Regions from separate parts of the Mus musculus genome. Here regions 1, 2, 3 and 5 are each linked to region 4. Evidence: chromatin contacts called from public HiChIP or PLAC-seq and promoter capture Hi-C data. All regions are on one chromosome and are shown on one strand. The core of a region is the stretch at or near the end of the contact, and the rest is flanking DNA. Distances in the headings are between cores, read along the strand shown.

The links. Promoter capture Hi-C pulls out the DNA fragments that hold promoters and counts their contacts. HiChIP or PLAC-seq counts read pairs in DNA pulled down with a chosen protein or histone mark.
Region 1: a contact with region 4 is called in a promoter capture Hi-C map of the HPC-7 cell line. The contact joins the promoter of Nrde2 here to the promoter of Dglucy in region 4. A contact is called at or near these places in 10 of 39 promoter capture datasets (the 3T3-L1 cell line, 3T3-L1-derived adipocytes, the HPC-7 cell line and 7 more), 1 of 15 datasets of contacts at CTCF or cohesin (pro-B cells), 5 of 484 Hi-C or Micro-C datasets (CD4 T cells, the N1E-115 cell line, cerebral cortex and 2 more), 8 of 115 datasets of contacts at active chromatin or transcription factors (acute myeloid leukemia, astrocytes, bone marrow-derived dendritic cells and 4 more) and 2 of 9 other capture datasets (embryonic stem cells and macrophages).
Region 2: a contact with region 4 is called in a promoter capture Hi-C map of embryonic stem cells, with 2.1 times the contacts expected there. The contact joins the enhancer-like site here to the promoter of Dglucy in region 4. A contact is called at or near these places in 3 of 39 promoter capture datasets (the 3T3-L1 cell line, embryonic stem cells and hippocampal neurons), 2 of 115 datasets of contacts at active chromatin or transcription factors (bone marrow-derived dendritic cells and large pre-B cells) and 1 of 9 other capture datasets (embryonic stem cells).
Region 3: a contact with region 4 is called in a FOXA1 HiChIP or PLAC-seq map of pancreatic cancer cells. The contact joins the promoter of Psmc1 here to the promoter of Dglucy in region 4. A contact is called at or near these places in 1 of 39 promoter capture datasets (pre-B cells), 1 of 115 datasets of contacts at active chromatin or transcription factors (pancreatic cancer cells) and 2 of 9 other capture datasets (embryonic stem cells and liver).
Region 5: an H3K4me3 HiChIP or PLAC-seq map of bone marrow-derived macrophages shows a contact between it and region 4, with 4 times the contacts expected there. The contact joins the enhancer-like site here to the promoter of Dglucy in region 4. A contact is called at or near these places in 1 of 39 promoter capture datasets (embryonic stem cells), 4 of 484 Hi-C or Micro-C datasets (CD4 T cells, the N1E-115 cell line, embryonic stem cells and 1 more), 6 of 115 datasets of contacts at active chromatin or transcription factors (SST interneurons, bone marrow-derived dendritic cells, bone marrow-derived macrophages and 3 more) and 1 of 9 other capture datasets (macrophages).

What each region holds. Positions count from the first base shown.
Region 1 is chr12:100,156,460-100,162,001 of GRCm38.p6, forward strand. It overlaps Nrde2 (nrde-2 necessary for RNA interference, domain containing), which reads right to left and starts at 3,194. Exons shown (of 14, transcript NM_001290303.1): 1 at 3,081-3,194. The coding sequence starts at 3,144.
Region 2 is chr12:100,135,913-100,140,904 of GRCm38.p6, forward strand. Nrde2 (nrde-2 necessary for RNA interference, domain containing) reads right to left here. Exons shown (of 14, transcript NM_001290303.1): 7 at 4,093-4,226; 8 at 1,746-1,866. Among named protein-coding and RNA genes, the nearest start is that of Nrde2, 21 kb to the right of the region's middle. Within about 2 kb of position 1,774, at least 6 of the 459 cell types and tissues checked have an H3K27ac peak or open chromatin away from gene starts, as enhancers often do. A contact at or near this core is called in embryonic stem cells, where this site is marked.
Region 3 is chr12:100,108,531-100,113,545 of GRCm38.p6, forward strand. It overlaps Psmc1 (protease (prosome, macropain) 26S subunit, ATPase 1), which reads left to right and starts at 1,672. Exons shown (of 11, transcript NM_008947.3): 1 at 1,672-1,681; 2 at 3,801-3,854; 3 at 4,526-4,622. The coding sequence starts at 1,679.
Region 4 is chr12:100,776,000-100,780,855 of GRCm38.p6, forward strand. It overlaps Dglucy (D-glutamate cyclase), which reads left to right and starts at 3,058. Exons shown (of 13, transcript NM_145448.5): 1 at 3,058-3,311. It overlaps Gm40558 (a long non-coding RNA gene), which reads left to right. Exons shown (of 3, transcript XR_872933.1): 3 at 1,715-1,746.
Region 5 is chr12:100,181,554-100,186,390 of GRCm38.p6, forward strand. No RefSeq gene overlaps it. Among named protein-coding and RNA genes, the nearest start is that of Gm36263, 3.0 kb to the left of the region's middle. Within about 2 kb of position 2,693, at least 105 of the 459 cell types and tissues checked have an H3K27ac peak or open chromatin away from gene starts, as enhancers often do. A contact at or near this core is called in bone marrow-derived macrophages, where this site is marked.

The DNA of each region.
Region 1 (5,542 bases), core at 1,944-4,443, 620 kb before region 4:
GTACATATGTACTTTCATCACTATGCAGGGTGTCATATATTATATGTGTACTCGAATCACTAAGCAGGTAGACTATACTACAGAAAGGAACAGCAGGAAAGCAAGCAGCTGGAGCCTGAGAGGGATCTGGAAGACCCAACCTCTGGGGATCAGCACAGAAATCTCAGGTTAGCAACTGCTGAGAGCCTGGCACCGTACTTCACACACCCATGCATATGAGAAAGGAAAAGAGGGAAATAACCTCCTCAACGCCACGTCACGTGCTGCCCACCCACTGCCGGGATATAGAGCACCTACACACACCTTCAGAGAAATCTGACAGAGGTAAGCTAACAGCCCATCACCGAGGACTCACTGACATACCTCTGTGGTGAGCTTACTAAGACACTTTACTAACCCTCCATCTCCACTGAAAAGGCCTGCGTTCAGTTCCACCAAAGGCAGAGGGGCAAGCCAGCATGAATAAGCTTCTAAACTAGGTAACTTTATAAGTGGGTATCACATCCAAGTTCAATATCCATTTCTGTACCTTGTCCTAACAATGTAGCCCTGGCTTCTAGTCTGTTTAAGTGAACTCAGAGATGAGGGGCCACTCCTCCAGGGGTAAATCATTCAAACAGCATTTCCAAGGCTGATGGTAAAAATGAGTTAGCAATCACATTAATGAAGATATTTGTTCTCTTGAGAATAAGCCGTTCATTTTGATTAGGACTGCCATTTTCTGATTGCTGGAAGCTCGAACTCACTTGTACAAAAAGCACCAGCAAACACAGGTAAGAATGGCATTCAAGGTGTCGACGTTTTCCTGGGAGTTGATCTACCCCATGAAGCAGCCCAGGAACTGCGAAGATGTTTAAATCACAAGATTCCCAACCCTGTCATAAAAAATTATAATGCAAGTTCTAGAGTCAGAAGAAACTCTTTGAGTCTCTTTTGCTCATTCAAGGTGATTACACACTGGAGGCTAATCTGGGTCCCAGTGAGACCCTGTCACAAGAATATAAAAAACATCACTGCAAAATTATCAGATGAAGGTGTAATGGCATGGTTGGAAAGACGGGTCAGTGATTAAGCACACTGGTTGTTCTTCAAAGGACCAAGGTTTGATTTCCAGCATCTACATGGAGGCTCACAACCATCTTAACTCTAATCCCAGGGGATCTGATGCCCAACACGGACCCCCTTAATATCACTGAAATCAAAGATTGGACCCTCCTGATAGGACTTAATATTTGTGCAGCACTCCAAACAAGCTACCCTCAACAACAAAAAGTATATAGCTAGATCTTATCGGCTCTTTAAATCTAATTATCAGTTCCCAGGAAATAATGGGATGGATAAATAAAGGAGCAAGTTACAGGAAGATTTAGCGGGAAACATCTTCAGGATGGATAACCAGCTTCCTCAACAAATATATCACCTGAGAAAATACAAGAGCAGAGAAACTGTTTCATACTCAAGGGGACCTACGGGTACATGCAGAAAATGCAGTGTGCCTGGACATGGGAGCACTTGCCTTTAATCCCAACACTAGGAAGGCAGATCTCTGTGGGTTTCTGGCCAACTCTCTGTCTTAGTCAGGGTCTCTAGTCCTGCACAGACATGACCGAGAAGCAAGCTGGGAAGGAAAGGGTTTATTCAGCTTACACTTCCACACTGCTGTTCATCACCAAGGAAGTCAGGACTGGAACTCAAGCAGGTCAGGAAGCAGGAGCTGATGCAGAGGCCATGGAGGGATGTTTCTTACTGGCTTGCTCAGCTTGCTCTCTTATAGAACTCAAGACTACCAGCCCAGGGATGGCACCACCCACAATGGATCCTCCCACCCTTGATCACTAACTGAGAAAATGCCTTACAGCTGGATCTCATGGAGGCCTTTCCTCAAGGGAGGCTCCATTCTCTGTGATAACTCCAGCTTGTGTCAAGTTGACACACAAAACCAGCCAGTACACCCCCTCTCTCAGAGAGAGAGAGAGAGAGAAGACAGAGAGAAAAGGAAGACAGAGAGAAAGAAGAGAGAGAAAGGAGAGAGAGAGAGAATTCTGACTTCTTTTGGATCCCTATAAGCAAACCAACCGTAAAGAAAGCTGAACAGTAACTCATAGTTAAATAATATATAGTTAATTTTCTTAACTATATTTTGTTTTGGTTTGGTCTTTTTTGAGATTAGGGTCTCTCTATGTTGTGGCCCAGGCTGTCCAAGAATTCACTACGTAGATCAAGCTGAGCTTGAATTCAGAGATCCACCTGCCTCTGCCTCCCAAGTGCTGAAATTAATGGTGTATGCCACCACTGCCAGCCCTTCAACTTGACCGTACACTTTCAGTATTAGATGTATTTTCTGCATTTACCTGCCATGGTTAACTTCATTATAGCTGACACTTGTCTTAGCATTTAAAATACGCACCCAGTTCTCTAATCCCATGCTTCTCTTCCACAGCCCCTTGAAGGTCCCTGAATTCTTATCTATACAAATCATATCCTCTTGAAGACCATTCCAAAATTCTGAACGTTTCATTTTTATGGTTGACTGTGGCTCATCTATGACATTTGTAGCATACTACCTTATACTGATTTGTTGCTGTTGTTACTTAGTTTCGTTCATGCAACAGGTTGCATTATCAATCCTGACACACTTATTGAATACGTCTATATTTTGGGCCTGTGTTTCTAATAAGTGTGCTACAATGAATAGACAGTCTCGGAATTTGTTGACGGTTACAATTTAGTAAGGAAAAATCAGAATTACGCCAACCACAATTGCAAGTATTTTAAGAGGGTTTCTTTTGCAATGGAGTTGTATCATTGCAGCTTCTAGGAGAATGAAGTCCAAAAATACGGTAATGTTAGCGCCAGACATCATCGTAGGCTTAGTTTCCCCTCCGCTTACTTGACCACCGTAGCGCCTGAAAGAGCCTCTGGCCCTACACTTCAGACAAGACCCAGAAGGCTTTGCAGCGCCGCGGAGAACTCTGGGATACAGGTGGATAAACAAAGCAAAGAAAAAAGGCCATGACCCAGGCCCGAAAATCTGCCATTAATTTAATGGATGTCTTTTTCGACTCTTTTGGGGTGCTTACCTTTCCTGAATGCCCCATCACCGGAGGCCTCACTTACGTCCGCAAAAGCCGGGAACAGCGCCATGATCACAGGCCGCACTACCACTCCTGCCTCAGAAATGGCGCCGTCTGGAGAGCTCTGGTTGGAGGACGGTGACTCGCGAGGCACTCTGGGAAATGTAGTTCTTCCTGCACTCTTTAAGGCTTAACTCCTGGGCAAGGCGGTGCGGAGACCCAAAGGGTAGAGAGGGGAGGAGGGAAGAGGGTGAGATTGAGGAAGAACAGTTTCCTTGTAGTTAGTGCCCTCCGGCTTCACTGAACAATGGACAAGCAGGAACCGGAAGAGGAAGTTGGGAGGGGGGAAGGTGTGGAAACTGGAATTCAGCTCCTCTGGTAAAAGCACATTGCCTCCTTTAAACTGGATCAAAGTAATCAAATTCTGTAAGATTCATTTTCCTCCTCTGCAAGATTGTGTGTGTGAGTGTATGTATACGTACACATATACATGTACAAATTGCAATTGTTTCACCCATAAGAAGCATTTAAAAGGTGGCTTTAAACTGGGTGTGGGGGCAAACCCCTTTTAAGTCCCAACACTCAGTGGTAGAGGCAAGTGGATCTCTGTGAGTTCGACACCAGCTGGTCTACATAGTAATTTCCATGAGAGTCAGAACTGTATAGAGACGATGTCTCAAAAAAAGCCAATAAAAAGAAAGAAAAGAAATGAAAAATTAGCTTCTATGTGAGATGTGACAAGTTCCACGGCAAAATGTAAGTGATCCAAATATAAGTTGTCATTTTAAATACCCTAGGAATACAGAAGAGTACAAAGTCCCAATAAGATAAAGGTCTTTGACAATAAATGCATATACTTACCTATAAAGTATTTTTGAGATTCCCCTACCAAAAAAAAAAAAAAGGTTGGGTGCAGGAGCCAATGAAATGGCTTAAATAATAAAGGTACTACCAAGCAAGCATGGATACCTGAGTTTCATCCAGGCTCCACAAAGTTGTCTTCTGACCTCCAAGTGCACAGGGCACCACAATAAAATAAAGTTTAGAAAAAAAAAAAAGCTAAACCCAGAGATGTGACTAATCATCTAAACAAAGGAATGGATGGAAACCTATCCAAGCAGCTCCGTGTACCATGTAAACTGTGTGTACCATGTAAACTGTGTGTGTCCAAAATAAATGTCCAAGTTTTCAGGTCCCTAAAAGTACTTGGAAAAAGGAGGCCAGTAGAATCCACTTGTCTTCAACTGTAAATCTCAAGTTCCGCCAAACCTGACAGGAAGTTATCTCAGTTGATTAAATCAATATCTGCATCAGGGCACGATGATGCTCACCTTTAATCTCAGCACTCTGGAGTCAGAGGCACTGGCACTCACTCTGTGAGTTTGAGGCCAGTCTGATCAACAAAGCAAGTTTCAGGACAGCCAGGGCTACACTGAGAAATCCTGTCTGTCTTAGTTAGGGTTTTACTGCTTTGAACAGACACCATGACCAAAGCAAGTCTTATAAAAAACAACATTTAATTGGGGCTGGCTTACAGGTTTAGAGGTTCAGTCCATTATCATCAAGGTGAGAGCATGGCAGTATCCAGGCAGGCATGGCACAGGAGGAGCTGAGAGTTCTATGCCTTCATCCAAAGGCTGCTAGTGGAAGACTGACTTCCAGCAACTAGGGTGAGGATCTTATGCCCACACCCACAGTGACACACCCATTCCAACCAGGTCAAACCTATTCCAACAAGGCCACACCTTCAGATGGTGCCACTCCCTGGTCCAAGGATATACAAACTATCACACTGTCTCAAAACAAAACAGAAAACAAAACTAACTAAAATGGTTACAGTCTTTCCCCAATGTTTCATCTCTTTCTATTCCAGAAAAATAAGAATTAAATGTGAAAGGCTTCAAAAAAATTTTGAAAGCCATGATAATGTATTGATAACAAGGAATCTTGCTGTAGTGGATATTTGTGTATTTACAAACATGTAAGAGACTTTTCGTAAGCAATTCATAAGGACAACTTAATATATAATCAAGTTACTGATACAGATTTCTAAAGTTTTGTTTTCTGGGAGGATTTTTACTTTTTTAAAATTTGTGTGTGTGTACGTGTGTGTGTGTCATTATGCTTATGTGGCAGGAGCTGATGGCCACTGAGACATCTCACCTGCCCTGTCTTTTGGTTTTAGTTTTGTTTTTGTTTTGGTTTTTTTTTTTTTTTGTTTTGTTTTTAGATAGATCTCAGTATGTAGTACAGGCTCAGACTCTTTATCCTCTTGCCTTTCTCTCAATTAAAACAAAACTTCACTTTTAGTGTAACATACGAGTAAATTTTGCAAAGGTTTAGCAGACACAGACATTTGTATGGAGTGTGTAGCTTTCACCCTAACAAATGTTGAAAAAACAGATTCTCTATGTAGCCTAGGCTGTCCTGGAACTCTCTGTGTAGATCAGGCTGGCCTCAAACTCACA
Region 2 (4,992 bases), core at 524-3,023, 640 kb before region 4:
TTCAGCTGGAAAATGCAAAGGTCCAGAGATGGCCGCCAGCAACGGCTGTGCACTGTGTACAGGCACATCACTGAAATGCATTCTTTGTAGTTACCACGGTGAATTTTATATTTTATTTTGCAACTATTTTTTAAGTTGTGCAGCAGCTGGGGAGACAGCTCAGAGGGTAAAGTGCTTGCTGAGTGCGTATCACCAGCACCCAGGTATGGCAGTGTACACCTGTAACACCGTCAATGGGGTCGGGGAGGAGAGGAGGAAGAGGCTTGGCAGATCCTGGGGCTTGCCGGCCAGTGAGTCTAGACAAAGTGAGATGCTCTAAATCCCGTGGCAAACTTTGTCTCTAAAACAAGGTGGGAAGCAACAGAGGCTCCCACACATGTTCACACATGCACCACCTATTCATACCTACACACACACACGCATCTATCACATGCACACACAAACGATGATTCCATTTATAATATTATATAGCAAAACTGATCCCTGTGTTCAGTAACTATGAAAAAGGAAGGATGGTTGTGGCTAAAAACAGTGGCAAAAAAACCCAACGCAAACAAACAAACAAACAAACCCCCCAAAGCCTTGCTGTGATGAAATCGATCTGTCATCACTGTGAGGGAGAAGACAAAGTGGGCTCAGTCATGGCCCACCCGTGTCCACGGCAGCACCAAAACTGATGAAACTGTCTGGTACACACACAGACACATCCATATATGCACACTCGTACACAAACACACACACACACACGTGTACACACACATGTACATGCACATATGTACACACAGACACACACAGGAACAAAGACTGGTGAAATCTGAGTCCACTCTGGACAGGACGCACTATCACTCTCTATACCTGTTTTCCAGGTACATACACATCTACAAGTACTTCGAAACTAAAAAGCAAAGTGCTAACAATTTAAGTGGAAAGCGAGGTTCCCACTGCATGCTGTCTTGCCCAGCTCTGGCTGGCGTCTGACCAAGCACCTTTTCCACTGGGGCCTGCCCTCTTTTTGCTCCTGGAACTGTGGCTAAAAGACTGGGAGCCAGAAGTCTGCCTGTTTTCCTACTGGCTGGCTCTGTTACGGGTATAAACCTAGAAAGCACTTTGGAATGACAACTGTGAAGCTAGTTGCCTCTTTGTTCCTTAAGAGGCAAGAAATTTGTCAAAATTTGTTAGTGTGAACATTGACCAAAGACTACCTTAAATCTACGCCCAGAAGGATGGGAAGTAGGAACTAGCGACACTCCAGCCACTTGAGAAGCAACTTGGAAAAGCCCTTCTCTCCAAGAGTGGCTTTCACGTCTACACTGACGCTCCCGGAGTGATGGTTAACGTTTTCTTTGCTGTTTATTATTGAACCAATAAAGTCTGTGAACCCTTAGAAAGAAAGAAAGAAAGAAAGAAAGAAAGAAAGAAAGAAAGAAAGAAAGAAAGAAAGAAAGAAAGAAAGAGGAGGGGAGGGGAGGGGAGGGGAGGGGAGGGGAGGGGAGAAGGAAGGGAAGGGAAGGGAAGAAGGAAGGAAAAGCCCTTCTTCCTCTGGAGGCCTCAGACCCTCAGGTGCTTGGAATGCTGCATGCTGGGAGTTGGAGCTCAGAGCTTGGCGGTCCAGCGCCTGATTAAATCCTGACCCTCTGACTCTTGCAGCACTCCTAAGCTGCCTCACTAAGCATGAGAAACAATCCTGAAGTGGGAAAACCCAGCCCCAGAAGAGAAGGCACGCCCCTGCCCTCTGAAGCACTTACCTGGGGTGATGAGCACCCAGCCACCTCGCTCCTGTTGGTGCATCCACGCCCGCCAGCCTCGGGCTCCCTTCTCCCCAACGCGTGGTTCTCCGCTGTCCCAGAAGGGCTCAAAGAATTCCACCTGGATCAGGTTTAAAGGACAGAAATTAGGCCAACCACAACAAAGCTCCCAAGTGCGTCTCTGGACCACAGGATCCCTGAAATACCATACAACCAATGTTCAAAGGCACACATGGCAAACAGAGGAGTTATTTCGGCAGGCAGCCTCCAAATGGGCCCCCTCACTCCACCCCTGCCTTGGTGTACAGCTCTAAAGTGTGAGCTGGACATGGTGACTCCTTAGATCAGCATATAGAAAGGCTGCTCAAGATTTGGTGACAAGAGCCTGCAGCTGGGTAGGAAAGCACTTCCCAGTCCTCACCCTGCCGGTGCGGTCTAACCACTGCCAGCCCCACTCATGCCGCCTGACCCACCACCTGACCCCTGAAGTCATGTTGTTTTCAGGACATTGGAGAGAACGGGAATTCAAATTTTCAGCAGGACAGACTGAGCTCTTGGAGGGACAATCGCATCTTAAGTAACTGCTTAATGTTAAGATCTAGCTCAGCACACAGCAGGAACTCAATAGATGCCTTTGGCACAGCTGAGTGGAAGGAGGGTAGCTGTGGGACAAAGCCACACAAAGTGCATCTGGAGGCCAGGCCCTGGTGTCGCCTGGACTTGAGAGCAGCAGTGTACGGAAGCAGCTTGCAGGCAGGCAGTCATACCCAGGAACAGAGCAGACATAGCACTGGGCAGGGACTGACTTATGATCTGATTATCGACTAGCAACAGGATTTCCAGGAGCCATCTTCTCTAATGATACTCTAAAGGAACCTTTGGAGGGCGAGCAGGTTTCTGGGGAGCACACCACAGGCTGACAGTTGCAGGGCGTGTCCTGAGGGGAAGAATCCCTCCAAGAGTCACAGGGCCAGGCGAGATAGCCTCAGAGAGCATATGAGGGCCAGTCACCTGCGGGAAATGGGATGGAAGACTACAGATGGGCTTCTGAAACAGTGACTTGAAAATAAACAAATAGCCGGGTGGTGGTTAATCCCAGCACTCCTTTAATCCCAGCACTCGGGAGGCAGAGGCAGGTGGATTTCTGAGTTCGAGGCCAGCCTGGTCTACAGAGTGAGTTCCAGGACAGCCAGAGCTACACAAACCCTGACTCAAAAAAAAAACAAAATAAATAGATAAATAAATAAATTAATTAAATTAAACAAATAACTCAATGCCTACCAAGTGTAAAAGGCCTGGGTTCAAACCCCAGTACTGCCAAAAATAAACAAAAACTACACTCAAGCAAAGGCTGACTTTTTAAGAGTGTGATATGTGTTTATAACCTGAAACAGACCCTTGTAGCAGCCTCTGCCTGTTTTGTCCCATGTTTATGGTGAAGGTATCTCTCAGCTAGACAGGTAGTTCTCTGTATGCTGGCTTGCAGACGCTTAGGGAGCTGTGCAGCTGGGATTTAACATCTCCATACCATGGCTTGGGGCTCTAACAGAGCAGAGCAGGAATCCTTGAAACGTCACCATCAGGCGCAGTGCTGTGCCCACCACACTGTTCACACCACTGATCAAGAGCCTCAGCAGAGGGGTGAGAGAAGAATTCAGACCCTCACCACAGTTCCCAAGTTACTCCTGAAGCATAGTGTAGACTTAAAACATCACAGCACATTTTAAAATTGCTCTCTATAAAAGCTAACTAAAAATTAGCTGTGCCAGTATTATCAGGTTGAATTCTTTAATCCCACTTTGTCTAAAGGTAGCATCATAATAAAAATGTCTTCACTGCCAGTTCACATGAGACCTTAAGTTCCCAAAGATTCTCCTTTGGGCTCACCATGAGCTCAGATGTTCTCGCTACCTTCCCCCAGACCCTTTCACAAAGCAGAGAGCCAAGCTTTTTCAGTGGACAGAGAGAAGTGGCTATTTTACAGCCATGTGGCTCTTATGCTGTGTCATGTCACCAAATGGCAGAGACTGGAAATGTCTTGTCACCTTAAAGATGAGCCCCTTCTTGGTGAGGACTGCTGCCAAAATGTCCACGTATAAGATCAAGCAGCAATTGTAGGCAATGGAGAGGTAGCAACACAACCCAGCCAAGAAAGACAGAGTGACACGTCGGTCAAAATGGCATCACGACTATGGAGACAGGCTGCATTTGTGGTAAGCAAGCCTATCAGTGTACTTTGTATGTGGGAGCAGAGGTCCCCTTTCTCTACCCAGCACACCCCACTGCCATCATGAAGGGAATCTTCCCTGGTCACTGGAATACTTCTGAGACATAGAGTGTGCCATACCTGTACTTTAGTAGGCAGCTCTTTCACACTGTCAGGCTTGAAGAAGGTGAAGTCAACCATGGCCTGGAACAAAGAGATGACCTTCTCTGAGTGGCCAGCCTGCCGTAGAAAGTGGCACTGCTGAAGAAAGAGCCCTGCAAACAGGAGCGAAAGGGTTTTTGTTGATACCACAAAAGGAGAAAACGTGAGCTCTCAACAAGCAACCAAACACCTAGAAGTCACTGTGATGTTCCCAGGGTCCTGATTTAAAAGCACCAACAGGCTGGAGAGATGCCTCAACAGGTAAGAGCACTTGCTGCTCTTCCAGAGGACCTGAGTTCATTCCAAGCACCCATGTTAGATGACTTGAAATCATCAATAGCTACACCACAAGGGGATCTAGCACCCTCTGCTGACTTCTGCAGAGACCCACACACATGTGCACATACACAGAGACACATATACACACACATCAATAAAAGTAAACCTAAAACCTTATTATATATATTTTGAGACAGGGTTTCTTGGTGTAGCCCTGATGTCCTGAAACTCACTCCATAGATTATGCTGGCCCCAAACTCAGACATCCTCCTGCCTCTGCCTTCCTAGTGCTGGGATTAACGGAATATACCACTATGGCCAGCTTAATTTTTTTTTAATAAATGAATAAAAGGACTCATAACAGTACTATAATCAAGGTATTTTTTCTATTCTTGTATGAAACTACACAAACAATAAAACCATATACAGTATCTAAAATAAGGCAAAAGGTATGCCTGAATGAGAGCTATCCAATACTCAAAGCTTACTCTCACAATTAAAGTGGTAGGAAGGGACGGCACCATTTTTGTCAGAAGGCAGAGCTGAACTCAGTTCTCACTAGATGGCATTGTTCTCCATTCGTTCACCCTATATTCAACC
Region 3 (5,015 bases), core at 422-2,921, 670 kb before region 4:
GTAGCCCTGGCTAGCCTAGAACTTGCTACGTAGACCAGGCTGGTCTCCAACTCACAGTCCTCATGTCTCTACCCACTCTGGAGCCATTTACAGCTCTCGCCTTCTTACAACTCTCTGCTTCCATCCCCTTCTCCCTCTGTCTCACACTGCTGTCAAACAATCCAGTTGCCGTTCAGCGCCCAATCACACATCTAAACGTTGCTGCCACCGTTGGTCCACCGCCTTTGCCTTCACCACATCTGCTGCTTCTCTGTGCTACCAGTTCATGTCTCCAGCCTCCCAAGAGTAAATTTAACTTCCTCCCTTTACCATCAAAGCAGGCAAGACAAGACCAAAGGAAGTCTTTTATTGAGCCTCATGTTACAACATCCAGGGAGGCAGCAATGGAGTGTCCTCCAGCCAACTCACCCAGCAAGCTTGGAGCAGCCTGTATATATAGCAAGATAAAGATTCAGATAACCATAGCACACGTGGGTATTGATGAAGGTTTGTGTTGGCACCAGTCACCTTGTCCCTTTAACCTTCACCTTACAACACACAGTTTCTGTCTGCTGGACCATCAGGGGAAATAGCCCCACCTGGGCTAGGTAGAAATGATGGCAGGGTCTTCTGAAATTCATTGAATGATAGCAAAAGGTCTGATACAAGGTGTTGGGAACGGCTAAGGCCATCAACTGGGATTGTGTATAGTTCTCAGTGTGTCTGTGGAGTACTCAAAATAGCCAGGTCCTTCGGGCTGTTTGACTAACCAGTTCTTTTGTTCAAAGTAGCTGTTAATTAGGGAGTCAGATTTCCTATCCCTCAAACTCTTACTTAGGAATAGGAACACAAAGAGTACTTACATGGACAAGCTAAAGAATTTATCGTTAACATTAATAACACTAATTAATAACAATGTGTAACACCTGCCTGGGGCCCCAAGCCCCAGTTTGTGTCCCTCCTCAGTGATACTTGGACTCTCTCCACATTCAGTGTCCTGTCTTTTTTTTTTTTTTAATTTTTAATTACTTTGTTTATGTTTACATGTATGAGTTTGCACATCACGTGCTTACAGGTGCCCTGAATGGTTGTTAGTTGCCATGTGGGTCCCCTGCTCTTCACTGCTGAGCCCTCTCTCCAGCGCCTCAAGGGTAATTTTAACACAGTATTAGCCACCATCATCAGTCCCTTGTCATCAGAGGGAAGAAAAAAAAAAAAAGCACACATTTAGATCTCTTTCGGCAAAGAACTATTTTCAAGAGAGCTACAAAGTTCAGAAACTAAAGAAGATCATAAATGCTGTGTACACATCAACTTCTCAGTCCCAAGCGCCATTCCTGCCTGACATAAATACTTCTTCCCAATTATAATTTTGCATCCTTTTAAATTTCTAAAATTTTCATATTTTCCCCAAGTCTCCAACGTCCAAGATCATTGTCTTAAGTTACTGACAAAAGCCCAAGATCAGCTACTTAGAATTCCCTCGAGTAAACTATTTTAAGTGCCCACATGTTTAACCAATCCTTGTACCAAACCGCCGAAATAAGCCCTTCGTGCTCAACTTCGCCCGTGAGGAAGTTGGTCCCGATAGGCTTCCGTAGCCTGTTTTTTTTTTTTTTTTTTAAAGTTACTTCCGTTCTGTCCGGGTCGCTTTGGTGGATGCACTTCCGGCGGTGGCGATTTGGAGGACTGAAGGAAGATGGTGAGTGACTAAGGGTTTCGGCTGGTCGTCTCAAACATCCATGCGCCCCAAGGCGGGAGGACGAGGCGATGTGACGCTCGGGTTCATCGCGGGTCGGAGCGGATCTCACTCCCTGGCGGACGCGGGCAGGATGCACGGCGCCCAGGGAGAGACCGGGCTGTGAACCGCTCGAGTAGGCAGGCGCTGAAGGGCTGAAGCCGAGTGGGACAGCCCGGCCGACGCTGGGGACAGCGGCTGAGCCGCAGAGCCAGCGTAGTGTTTCTCCGCAGACGGCTCAGCGCTCTCCGGTTTGGTTGGTTGAGCCGGATTCAGATGTAGGCACGGAGGTTACCGGGCGAGCACGGTTGATGATGGCGCTTCCGTTCTAGAGCAGGGAGACAATAAATATGTCAGGGAACAGGACCGGGCCAGATCGTTACGTAGCTGTGTTGTAAGAAGGTGGCTGGTTTTGTTAGGGTATCAGCGAAGGACCCTTCGTGGATGTGAAATCTAAATCGAGGCCTAAATTAAGGTTGTAAGGGAGTAATCTGTACTGATAGCTGAGCGAAGCCCGGGCAGGGCAGAGGGTCAGGAAATGCAAAAGGAGGCAACCCTGAAGTCCGCCCGAATCATGAGCTGCCAGGCCAATGCATCTGAATGTAGGTGAAGGCCAGAGCACACAAAGGACCGGTGATGACTTTGAAAAGTATCCCAAGCCGGGCGGTGGTGGCGCACGACTTTAATCCCAGCACTCGAGAGGCAGAGGCAGGTGGATTTCTGAGTTCGAGGTCATCCTGGTCTACAGAGTGAGTCCCAGCACAGCCAAAGTTACACAGAGAAACCCTGTCTCGGAAAAGCAAACAAACAAACAAACAAACAAAAAGTATCCCGAACATGCGCCAGGCATTTCCCCAGAGTTGTTCTTACTTCTTAGAACAACCCCGAAGATTATTATTAATGTCCCCATTTTAATGAGGAAACAGAAATACAGCCAGTGACCATTGGTGGGGCACAAATCCTTTCTTTTCTAGAGCAGTTGAGAAACCCTCTGGGTTTGAGAGACAGCAGAACTTAGTGTGATTTCTGTCTAACAAGCTTTGTGACAATATACAGGGCCGTTAACCTCCCTGGACCTTGGTCCTTTTATCTGCCTGTGTATCAAGGGGGCTTTGAGAATCAAGCGGCTCAGGGGTAAAGAACACCTGCTGCACTTTGAGAGAACCCACGTTTGGTTCCCGGCACCCATGCATGCCAGCAGGCTCCAGAATGGTCTGTAACTCCAGCTCTGAGTAGGTCCGAGCCTTGCGTGTGGTCGAATGTGCTTTATGCTTGGCATCATTTCTGAGGTGGTTTTGTCCTGGTACTGAAGCCACCAGTGTTGTAGTGAGAGGTGCTTCCCTAGGGTGGTGAATCAGTGAGTCCACTGTTACTCCTGTTTCAAGCTCCACTGTTGGGCAGATGGGATGGCACTCGACATGAAGCCTGGCAGCTTGAGTTGACTCCAGGACCCACAAGGCAGAAGGAAAGAATCCCTGGAAGTCGCCCTCTGGCTTCCTCTCGAGTGCCCCGGCATGCGGGCACAGACCCACACGTACACTAAACCACATATCTTTGCACAGGAATTTAAAGGACCACCATTTAAGGCATCGCCCAGTGTTAAGCATTGTTTTAAAGTCAGAAATCCCGATGAGCTTTTCATGCGTTTTAAGATGACAGCTTTTCAGATCGGGAAGGAAGTCTTGTCTGGGTCCCAGGCTGTCAGGATAGGAGCTTGGTAGGTTGCTGCTGAAAGTCTTCTGGGTCCTGTGGATCTCTGGAGAGAGTAAATGACCATGCGTGGCGAGTCTCTTTTCACAGTCGGGGAGGTAACTGACATTAGAGGGTGGCAAGTCTGAACCTCCCGGTTGAGAGGGGTGCTCTCTGGCTGCCAGCTTTCTTACTGGCTCCTCATTGTCGCATGGCTCTTGGTTCTAAGAGGCAAGTAATGTCTACACAGTAAGTGCATACCTGGGAGCCCAGGTACTCATTTTCCACACATTACAGTGGGTGGGGGTGGGGGTGCTTGTGTTTTAGAGCCAAAGTACCAGTGAAGTGATAGTATTCTGAATTTATGTGTGTTTTGTCTTTTTTTATCTTTCAGGGTCAAAGCCAGAGTGGTGGCCATGGTCCTGGGGGTGGCAAGAAGGATGACAAGGTAAATACCAAGCAAGATCTGATCGGGCCATAGAAACTGCCTTAGGTCTCGGCGAGTTCTGTATGGTACCACAACCTTTAAGAAGCAAAGTGATGTAGTGATCTTGGTAACCTTGTATACAGATGCATAACCGGTTTCATTTTTAAAGAACGTATTGCCCTGAGTTAATGATTTTTAAACATGAACATTGTGGAAGTTTTAAAGTAGATCACCTATAAGTGTTTAACTTACTGAGGTGTGAGAAGTGCCTCACCTCACCAAACTTAACAAATAAATCAATTTTGACCTTGGTCTACTTACTGAAAAAATCTGAGTCGCTGCCATCTCTCTAAAGAGATTACACTTACTTGCTGCAGTTAGGTCTTACTAAGTGAGCAGGAGTATGAAGTCTGCTTTTCAAAAGGTGGTCATTTTACAGATTAGGAAGGGTGTGTGTGTGTGTGTGTGTATAACCATAATCAAAAAGGCCATCGTTGTGAGGTAGGGATGAGCGGGAAGAAGGAAATAATGTAACCATATTTTAATTTAGAACATTAATAAAAGGAGTAGTTATTGTAAATATCCTAAAAGATGAGAACATTTGTACCTCCTAGAAATAGGTGGTAGCAATACAAAAATAAATGTCCTTTTTCTGGTTTCCATTCTTTTTCCTACTCTTCTAAAAATTAAAGGACAAGAAAAAGAAATACGAACCTCCTGTCCCAACTAGAGTGGGGAAAAAGAAGAAGAAAACAAAGGGACCAGATGCTGCCAGCAAACTGCCACTGGGTAACGAACGCTCTGCTCTTCTGCTGTTCCCCCCACCCCCAGGAAAACGGCTCTGCATGTAGCATGGAGTACAAGGGGAGGCAGGGAGTACTGCGGAGACTGAATGAAGCTAGCTCTGGTTATATATAACCCCTTTCCACTTGCTAACTCCGGTGGAGCCCTCTTCTGGGTTGGCATAGAAGTTACATGAGTTTGTCTCATGCTAACCATGAGCCATGAGCCATGGTGCATGCCTGTAATCCCAGCACTCAATCCACTGAGTTCCAGCCAGCCAGGGCTGCACAGAGAGACCTTTCTTAAGAAAGGAAGAAAGAAAGAAAGAAAGAAAGAAAGAAAGAAAGAAAGAAAGAAAGAAAGAAAGAAAGAAAGAAAGAAAGAAAGAAAGAAAGAAGA
Region 4 (4,856 bases), core at 1,808-4,307:
GAGGTGGGAAGAAGGCAGAGAGCAAAGGGCAGTCAGGAAATTCACTGAACAGGCTGAGCCTGAGGCACGGGGCCAGCAGCGGGTGCAGAAGGAAGCTGGCTACCCCTGCCTTCCTCAGGTCTCCTCTGCCTGCCCTACACCATGAGGAACTCAGCATTCCCCACAGGCAAACAGACTCAGTAACCGCCTGGCTTTGCCTCCTTCTGTTTTTACTATGACTAATTTGTGAAAAACAGGAAGCGCTACCGTGCCAGTGGGCATTATTTGTGGCTAAGAAATGAACTTTGGAAAATGGCAAACCCTGGGTCCCTTGCACATAAGCACACTTGTACAAACACACATATATCTCCCGTCACGTGGACCCTGTTCCAGCAGGAACCATTATCTCCTTGGCTCTGACACCTGAAGAGACTCAAGAGTGGCTGGATTCACAAGACTGGAGACAGACTGCTTAGCCTTTCTACAAGTCTGAGGGAAATGAGCCTAGCCCACAGGGGAGAGTGCCTGGCAGGTGCCATCAGGCACTGGAAAAGCAGGAAGGTTTACAGAGTGGGTACAGGAAGCCCTGCCCTGCTCTCTGCTTTGGCCCTAGGGTTGCGCTGTCACTGGGAGGTATTGACTGCTGGTTGGGAAAGCCCTGAGACAGAGGAAGATCAGAGTATATAGTGGCTATCAGGCTGTGATTGGTGGTGGTGGTGGTGGTGGTATGTGGATGGTGTTCATGTGGTTAAGAAGGGAAGCTCTCTGGTATCTTTCCTGACAAAGGCACTAACACCATCACAGAAGGACCCATGCTCAGGAGCCCATCTAGCCCTAAGTGCTTCCTCAAATTCCATTGCATGGAAGGTTGGTGTCTCAACATAGGAATTTGGAGGAAAATAAAGGCATGATGGCGTCTAGAATCTTCCTGTCTAATTAGGTTTGAGGGGGAAAAAAAAGTCTTGAATTCTTACTTCTATCTCCCATTGACCCCTTCTAATCACCTAACCTTACAATAGTGAGCATGCGATTGTTACCAGATTTTAATGCTACTCAATTTTTTGCAAGGAGACTTCTAGGTAAACTGACTGTACCTTTACATTCCTCTGATGTAGGCAATTGCTCTCCCTACAGAGTGTACTCTGACACTGAGTGTTGAGATATTTCTCCCCCTTAGAACTTTTGCCTACATCGTCACATCCGCCAAAGAATCCATCTGTAAATATTTGGCATTCTTTGCATCTCTGGTCAACCACACAGTCTTACTTTCTGGAGTTCCGAGTCTCATCCTTAAGCCTCTAGAAAAGTGGAAAGGACACATGCCTCAGGCCTTGGACATTTGCCGTCTGCAAACCATCACCTCCTGAGGGGTACAGGTTAGGCGTGTCCTTAAAATTTAGATATCTAATAAGCTATTGTATGATGGCAGCTTGATTGCCTGAGTTACATCCACAGTGTTTCATAACCATTGTCACTGTGTCCAGCTCCAGAACCTTTTCATTATCCTATACTGAAGTCTGGACCCATTAAACGGTAACTCCTCCACACCTTCCTATCTACTGGTTTACTTTTTGTCCCAGTGATGACCTTGGCTGATTTAGGTACCTTATTACAGGTAGAATTATGGACTCCTCTGTGGTGGTTTGAGTATGCTTGGTCTAGGGAGTGGCACTATTTGGAGGTGTGGCCTCGTTGGAGGGGTTGTGACCTTATTAGAGGAAGTGTGTCATTGTAGGCCTGGGCTTTAACACCCTCATCCTAGCTGCTTGGAAGCCAGTCTTCTCCTAGAAGCCTTCGGACGAAGATGTAGAACTCTCAGCTCCTCCTGTACCATGCCTGCCTGGATGGTTCTATACTCCTGCCTTAATGATAATGACTGAACCTGTAAGCCAGCCTCAATTAAATGTTGTCCTTTATTAGAGCTGCCTTGGTCATGGTATCTGTTCACAGTAAAACCCTAACTAAGACATTCTCCTTATTTCACTCAGCACAATGTCTTTGTCTCCATTTATTCAGGTTGCTATGACAAAATACCACAAGCTGGATGGCTTGTAGAGAGCAGAAATTTATTTCTCACAAGTCAAGACTGGGAAGGCTAAGTAAGATCAAGGTGCCAGTGGATTCAAGTATCCTGTGGAAGTCTGGGTTTTTGGTTTTGGTGGTGGTCGTGGGGTGCAGATGGTGTCTTCTCTCTGTCTTATAACAAAGGGCAAGGCACACCCATCCCAATTCCTCCAGGAGGGGGAGAAGTTAACCAACTGGAGAAAAAGAATTAGAAAAGTGACCCAAGAAGAGACATGCCAAGGCTGGCACCAAAAGGACCTGCACTGTGCTTACGTGTGTGGTTTGTGCTGGGGTTGGGGTATGAGGCTCGGGAGCGGTAGGGAAGGTGAAACCACAGAGACTGGCTGGCACCATCTGCTTTAGAACCTTGTGTGGTTGGGATTAAGGCTGGCTCTGAAGGGAAGTCCTGAAAGCTTTGAGGCAAGAGAAAGCAGAACCTGCTCTTCCTCAGAGGAAGCATTCAGACCAAGGGAGGAAAAACCCCCACAGGCCTGCCCGTGTCTTTCAAGCATAGTCTGAGTGCTAGAGACTGGCCTAGTGTTGCGTTCCTATTATCTCAGATGAGTCCAGGGAACATTGAATGCTGGAGAGCAACTTACCCTGCCTAACCCAGCACAGCCCCAGGGCTAGCAGCCATTGATCTGCAAGAGCCTGACTCTCGCTCGGGTCAACACCTGCATTTTCGCCTGTACCTCAAATGACCCAGTGCAGTCTGACATTTGGACAGCACAGACAGCAATCCCAGTCTGGCTTCACACGGGAATTACCAGGGTAGTTGTGAAACTCCTCAGGGCTTACGTGAGTTCCTAGGTCTGTGACATTAGAATTTTTGGGACTTCCACCCTGCTGCAGCAGGTTTTCCAATCATCATGGCCATGCCTTTGTGTCATGCTTCCTTGCTGCCCGGGGAAAGCAAGAAACTCCCGCAAAGGGAAGTAACCTTAGAGGGCTCTGTGACTTTAAGAACCAGGACTGGCATCCTGCCATGGAAGTCTCCACCCCAGTACAGGCCTTGAGAGCATTGGCTGCAGGGTAGCAGAGCTGTAGCAGCCAGTGGTGCCTGGGGCTGTGCCCAGGCATGTAGATCAGAGACTGAGCCGGGCAGAGCAAGCTGGTGGCAGTGGCGGTGGCGACAGGCAGCCCCAGAAGCCCCTGTGAGCTGAAGAAAGAGAGCTTTATGCCTTTCAGAAGGAAGCTCGCTCTGCAAGGCTGAGGAAACAAAAGGAAGAATTGTGTGTGGACTCTAGTCCAGACATCTCAAACCAACAGTAAGTCAGCAGGGAACGTGAACGCGGCATAGTTCTCTGCCCTAGGCAACATCCACACACCCCACCCTACCCTATCCCAGCCCAAGCGTTTGAGGAAACTGCTCCAGGGGGCTATAAGCCAAAATCAGTTAACAGGCTTTCTGCTAGAAGCCACCAGGGCCTCCCCTTGAAAGTCAAATCTCTGCATATGACACTGGGGACCATGAGTTGTGGAATTGCTTCTCTACCCTCCTGGGATGGCCTTTCAGGACACCTTCCAGACCTTGAGAACCCCAAGATCATGAGAAAGCAAAGAAGGGGAAATTGAAATCATAGGCTTTGAGTGGCTGCCAACTTTGGGCCACAACCTGCTAGGGAGGAGGAAATGAAGCTAGTGGCAGAGACTTCAGGGCTGGCATGAGGGGAGGACAGACCAAGCCAATGCAGGCCTAGGGGTGTTGGCCAGATAACCACAGGGCTCGAGGTGCCTCTCTCTGCTTTTGAGGGATGATTGCTGAAGGTGAGGCAAACTCACATTGAGAGCTTGCTTCAGTCCCCACTGCGGGAGCCAAGGCTCTCTTGTCATAGGTGGCTGGGGGAACAAACCCTCTGACCTGTGCAGAAGGCAGAGCCCTGTGACTCTGGGAAGTCTCTTCCTATCTGTGTGATTAACCTAGGGGTTCGTTAACAGCCATCTTCCTGACTTCATGAACATGTATGTGTGCTAGGGAGGGCAGGAGGCAGCATGTTGGCACTGATTGGTCCAGAAGGAGCGAGCGTTGTTCCTTCAAAGTAGCTAAACACTGTCAAAGGAGGGGGAAATAAAGCCAGGAGCAAGAAGCAGAAGGAAAGCAGCATCCACTAAACAGATGGGGGAAACTGAGGCAGAAAGACAAGGCAGGATAGAACCAGCTGAAAGCTAGACTGGGCTTGCACACATTCCGATAAAGAATTTTTGTGTTAGCTTCCCATTCATATAACAAGACCCTTGACATGAGCAGCAACGTTAAGGAGGAAAAGTTTATTTGGGCTTATGATGTCAAAGGTTCCATCCATCCAGTCCATAGCCCTTTGACCTGGCCGTTTCCAGGATCTTTCAACATGGCTGAAGCAGGTGGGAGAGGGAAGCAGCTCAACTCGTAGCAGCCAGGAAAGCCAAGCGAGGACGGGTCTCAGCGAGAACGGGGCCAAGCGAGGACGGGTCTGAAATACAACAGCCCATCCCTAGCCCACCCCCAAGTACCAACTTCCTCCAAAGAGGCCTAACTTTCAGGGGTTTCCACCACCTCCCAAAGCCCACTGCTGAGGTCCAAGCGCACAGGATGTAATTCCCTCCCACAGGTCCTGCCCCTAAACACTGCCTACAGGGAACCAAGCCTCCAATAGCAGTTCATATAAGAACAACCTTAAAAACTCAGCTGTTCCTTTTGTCATGGGGACTGAATCCCAGGAGCTCAACTGGTGGTCCTTGACCTGGCGTGATGTATATGTGTGGGTAAATAAGAAACCCTGGGGAAGTTCGTGGGCATATCTGAAAGATCTGTCACATAGGACTCCTGTGTCAAC
Region 5 (4,837 bases), core at 1,443-3,942, 590 kb before region 4:
ACATTTAGCTTCGACATGTGATCCGTCGTGGTACATTATGAAGAAGATAATGTGACTCGAGCATCAATTATAATATCTGATGCATATGGAGCAGAAAGCACTTCTAGCCAGAACTGTGGGGAAATCAAGAACAGGTGGACAGGATTAGTAAAATAAATCCAAGGTGCTAGTTTTAGGTCCTCATAGGACTTTTTTTGTATTAAGGATTACTCAATGGACACAAATACAGAGGTCTTGGAGGCTCGATTGAGGAAGGACTTTTTCAATCTTTCCTCATCTGAGAGGATTGAGGTGATGTGTGGTGGGGGCATGGTGGATAAATCTAGAATCTAACATTGTTTTTCTTTCACCCTTGTTTTACTTTTGAACATGATTTTGTTTGTTTGGTTGGTTTTGTTTTTTGTTTTTGTTTTGTTTTTTTCTTTGAGACAGGATTTCTCTGTATAGCCCTGGCTGTCCTGGAACTCACTTTGTAGACCAGGCTGTCCTCAAACTAAGAAATCCGGCTGTCTCTGCCTCCCAAATGCTGGGATTAAAGTCGTGCGCCACCACTGCCTGGCAATTTTTTTTCCCCGTTTTTGGAGACAGGATCTCCAGGCTGGCCTTAAACTAATGGCAAGCCTCCTGTCTCAGCCTCAGAGCACTGGATTACTGGCAAATGCCAATACAATTGGCTGTATACGATGTTTTGTTTTGTTTTGTTTTGTTTTAACATGTGTCTATTTGGTGCACAAGTGTGTGTGTGTGTGTTTCACATGTGTGGAGGTCAGAGGACAACTTGAGGGAGACAGGCCTTAATCCCATTGTAGGTTCCACAGGCTATTAGGGTAGTACAGTGCTTTTGCCCATTGAGCCACCTCTCTGGCCCCCATTGCAAATTATTTTAGAAAATTAGAAAATAATTCCAAAATGATAGCTTCCATTCTTTCTCTGTGCCCGTTAGCACACACATTTCACAGAAAATCACGACTTATTTACACAGGAAGACCTGGAGGACCATGTTCCTCCTTATCAGCCTTTCTACAGCAAAATTCAGCAAATGCAGGAGGGGAGGAATACAAAGAAACTCCCTGATAAAGAACTCGATACTTAGTCTCTTCATAAAATTAATCTCTCAAGGTAATAAGCCGACTTTGAAACAGACAGTACTAAATTTTATAAAAAAACATTTTATGAAAAAGATCTCACTTAAGTGCCTTGGTTCTTAAAAGAATTCACAAATATTTCATGAATTTTGAAACAAATAAGTCTAGAATTTAAGACTTTAAAAAAAATTGATTTATTATGTATCCAATGCTCTGCCTGTGCACCAGAAGAGGGCGCCAGATCTCACTCCAGATGGTTATGAGCTACCATGTGGTTGCTGGGAATTGAACTCAGGACCTTAACCTCTGAGCCATCTCTCCAGCTCCCAGAACTTAAGACTTTCAAACACTGAGTTTAGTAATACAGCTCTCCCCCACCCCCCTCATCCACATCTCTGAGTTCCCATCAGCAACTCCCAGACCAACTCCTCACAGACATTAGTAAGGCAAGGTCTGTGGCCAGGGGTGAACCTCAGCCAGTCGCTTGTCCTCTCAAGCCTAAAGCCCCTTCCTTGTGACAAGGAGCAAGCTCAGTCCAGTGAGCAGTCAGTGAGACAATGGAAGTAACCGTACAGAAACAGGGCATGGTGGTGCACACCTTTACTCCCAGCATGCACTTGGGAAGCAGAAGCAGGCAGGTCTCTCAGAGTTTGAGGCCATCCTGGTCTATGCGGTGAGTTCCAGAACAGGTAGGGTTATGTAGGGGGCTTTGTCTGTGCAGTTCACTGGGCATGCTCCACAGTAGTACCTTAGAGTTTGTCTGTCATTTCTCAAAATTTTCAAAGGAGCACAGGAGTGCAGGGCTGTCTACTCACACAGGCTCACACTACATACCTTAACAATGCTAGCACAGCCTTGTCTTGTCTGATGGGCCCTTATTACAAACTCCCCTTCCTCCCCTTCCCTGACACTGTTCTTTCCAGCCTCTTCACCTACATTTCCAGTCTTCCCTCCCTGTAGAATGCCTTCCTCGGGGACATCTGTATTGATCCTCGAAGCCACCTCCAGTGCCACGAGGCCGTGATCCAACAGAATGAATCCTCCTTCTAGACACCTGAAGTGGTGACCATTGTCTCCCACCTTGCAAAAAATGTGCCACTTCCGTTTAGTTTTCTTCCAACTAGTAAGAGTCCGTTAAAAACCAAGGTCCAGGCACGTTATGCTTCTCATGCCCTTGGTCTCCAGTCCAGAGCCACACTCCTGATAGGTGTATCACAAATATTCACTGAATGAATGAGTAATTGGCTACCCATAATAGACGTAGAATGTGGGAACAGGAGACGTGAAATAAGTGTTAAGGGAGCCAGTGGGTGGGGTCAGGGGAGTGTTGATGTGAGCTGATCTCACATTTGAATTCATGAGCCTGCCCTGTTTGGGCAGGGCAATGATCCAGGTAGATGTGGTTGATTATCTGGGCTACAGATTAAACCAAGGGCATGAGATAGAACCAGGGATGGGAATGTGCCAAAACGTGACTGTGTGTCCCTTCCAAAGTTATGCTGGAACTTATACCATAAAAAAGGGAAGTGATTAGTCATGAGGGCTGTGCCCTGGTGAGTGGGTTCAACTTCCTTATAAAAGAGGCGTCAGAGCTGCCTGGGCCTTTCATCTCCTCTGCCACATGAAGCAGAGCATCGGTGTCCCTCTGGCCTTTGACCTCACACCCTATGAGGATGAAACAGAAAGGCACTGTATTAGCGGGAGGAGCCTCCGCCAGACTCCAGTCTGATGTTGCCTTGATGATGCACTTCTCAGCCACAGAACCGTGAGAAATAAACGTCTGCCCTTCCTAAAAAAGCACTAAACCCATGACAATCTGCTGTAGACTAAGCAAGATTACAGCAAAACCAGACAGGCGTGTAATACAGAAAGCAGTGGTGGCTTGTTGAACTGAAGGCTGGAGAGGTCAGAAAACAGAAGGGGACAAAAGTGGAGCCAGAACGGCAATGGAGAAGCGGAGAGTGAATTGTCCTTAACCTGGACTCCATGGAGAAAATTCAGAGGCTCCACGAACTAGGACAGAAAATGCGCTTTGCCTTTTACCGAACTCTAAATGCTGCCTGCATGAATTGTGACTCCAGCAGCAAAGCCCACCAGCATGAGAGGTGTAGTAGGCCAATCTATGAAAGCAGGATTCTGAAATGACTACAAGAGTCGGGCATAAAGCCCATACCCATAATCCCAGCCACTCAGAAGAATTCCAAGCCACTAATATAGAAGTATTAGTTCTGTAGGTTTTCTTATACAGAAACTTTCACGCAGCATAAGCTATATAGCAAAGCCTTATCTTAAATAGACTAAAAATAGCAATTTAACAGGAAAAAAAAATTTAAGAACCTTAAAGCCCAAAACTATGTGCAGGGACTGAGAAAGAAAACCAGCAGACAGAAGTTACGTTTGACTCTAGAAATGCATTTATTTCCTCGTGCCCATCAAACTCCAGAAAGGAACCCAAACCACTCTGTCTTTGTTTTCACTCTGTTCATCCTTTCTTTCTTTCTTTTTTTTTTTTTTTAAATAAAGGTTTTATTTATTTTATGTATGTGAGTACACAGTCACTGTCCTCAGACTCACCAGAAGAGGGCATCAGATCCCATTGCTGTGGTTGTGAGCCACCATGTGGTTGTTGAGAATTGAACTCAGGACCTCTGGAAGAGCAGTCAGTGCTCTTAACCACTGAGCCATCTCTCCAGCCCTTCATCCTCCCATCTTAAGGCATTGGATGTTTTCTATTCATCTTAAGGCATTAGAAACAGTTCAAAGGAGATTCGTTGTCTGGTTTACCTAGGACAGAGGGTGGGCTTTATCAGACACAACCAATGGTAAAACTAGGAAAGTTTGACATTGTAATAATTGCCTTATGAGCCCATCATACCAACTCTGTATAAGACTATCCTAAACATACTTACATTAAGAAAAGCAGTGTCAGGGCTAGAGAGATGGCGTGTGGGTTAAGAACACTTGCTTTTAACTGGTCTGCTTCCAGAGGCTCCAGTTTGATTCCCAGCACCTAAACTGCAGCCCATGACTGTCTGAAACTTCAGATCTAGGCGATCTGGAGCCCTCTTCTGGCCTCCAAGGACACCAGGCACACACACGGTGCATAGGCAGACATGCAAACAAAACACTCACACACACACACACAAATAAACCTTAAAAGTATTGTTTAAGGTTTCTTTTAGATATGAGTCAATCTGTGGATGGACAGTCTTCCTCTCTTACGGTCAGAGAGTACAGGTTAAGTACTTAGCAATTGCCTGACCTTGTATCCATGGTTCTACAGTTTGCAGTCTTGACACATTCACAGATCATGCAATCCTCAGAACTGTGTGAGATAAATTTATCACAAAACCACTGAAGGAATCCAGCCCCTGAAGACTTCTCGGCTTTATTTCTCGAAGCAAGTGAAAACTCCTAGCACCGGCTGCCAAACGCTGAAATACTGTCTGTTAGCGATATGAGTGGTTGTTGCTATGTAGAGATTATGCAAAGCTCCAAGTTTCTTTCTTTTGCAACGTCCATGAGCTCAGCGCACTCTGGCATTGTCTTGATAGGCACTCAGTTAAGGTGATGGTTTACATATTCTTAAAAGGTATGCAAGTCAACAGTTGTTCAAAACTAGTTAGATTAAGAATAGCAATAACTTGCAAATCAGAGTGTGTGGCTTGTAGTAAAAAAAAAAAAAAAAGAAAGAAAGAAAAAACTGCTTCTAGATGCATTATCTAATCGGAAAAATCTACACTTAGTGTGTG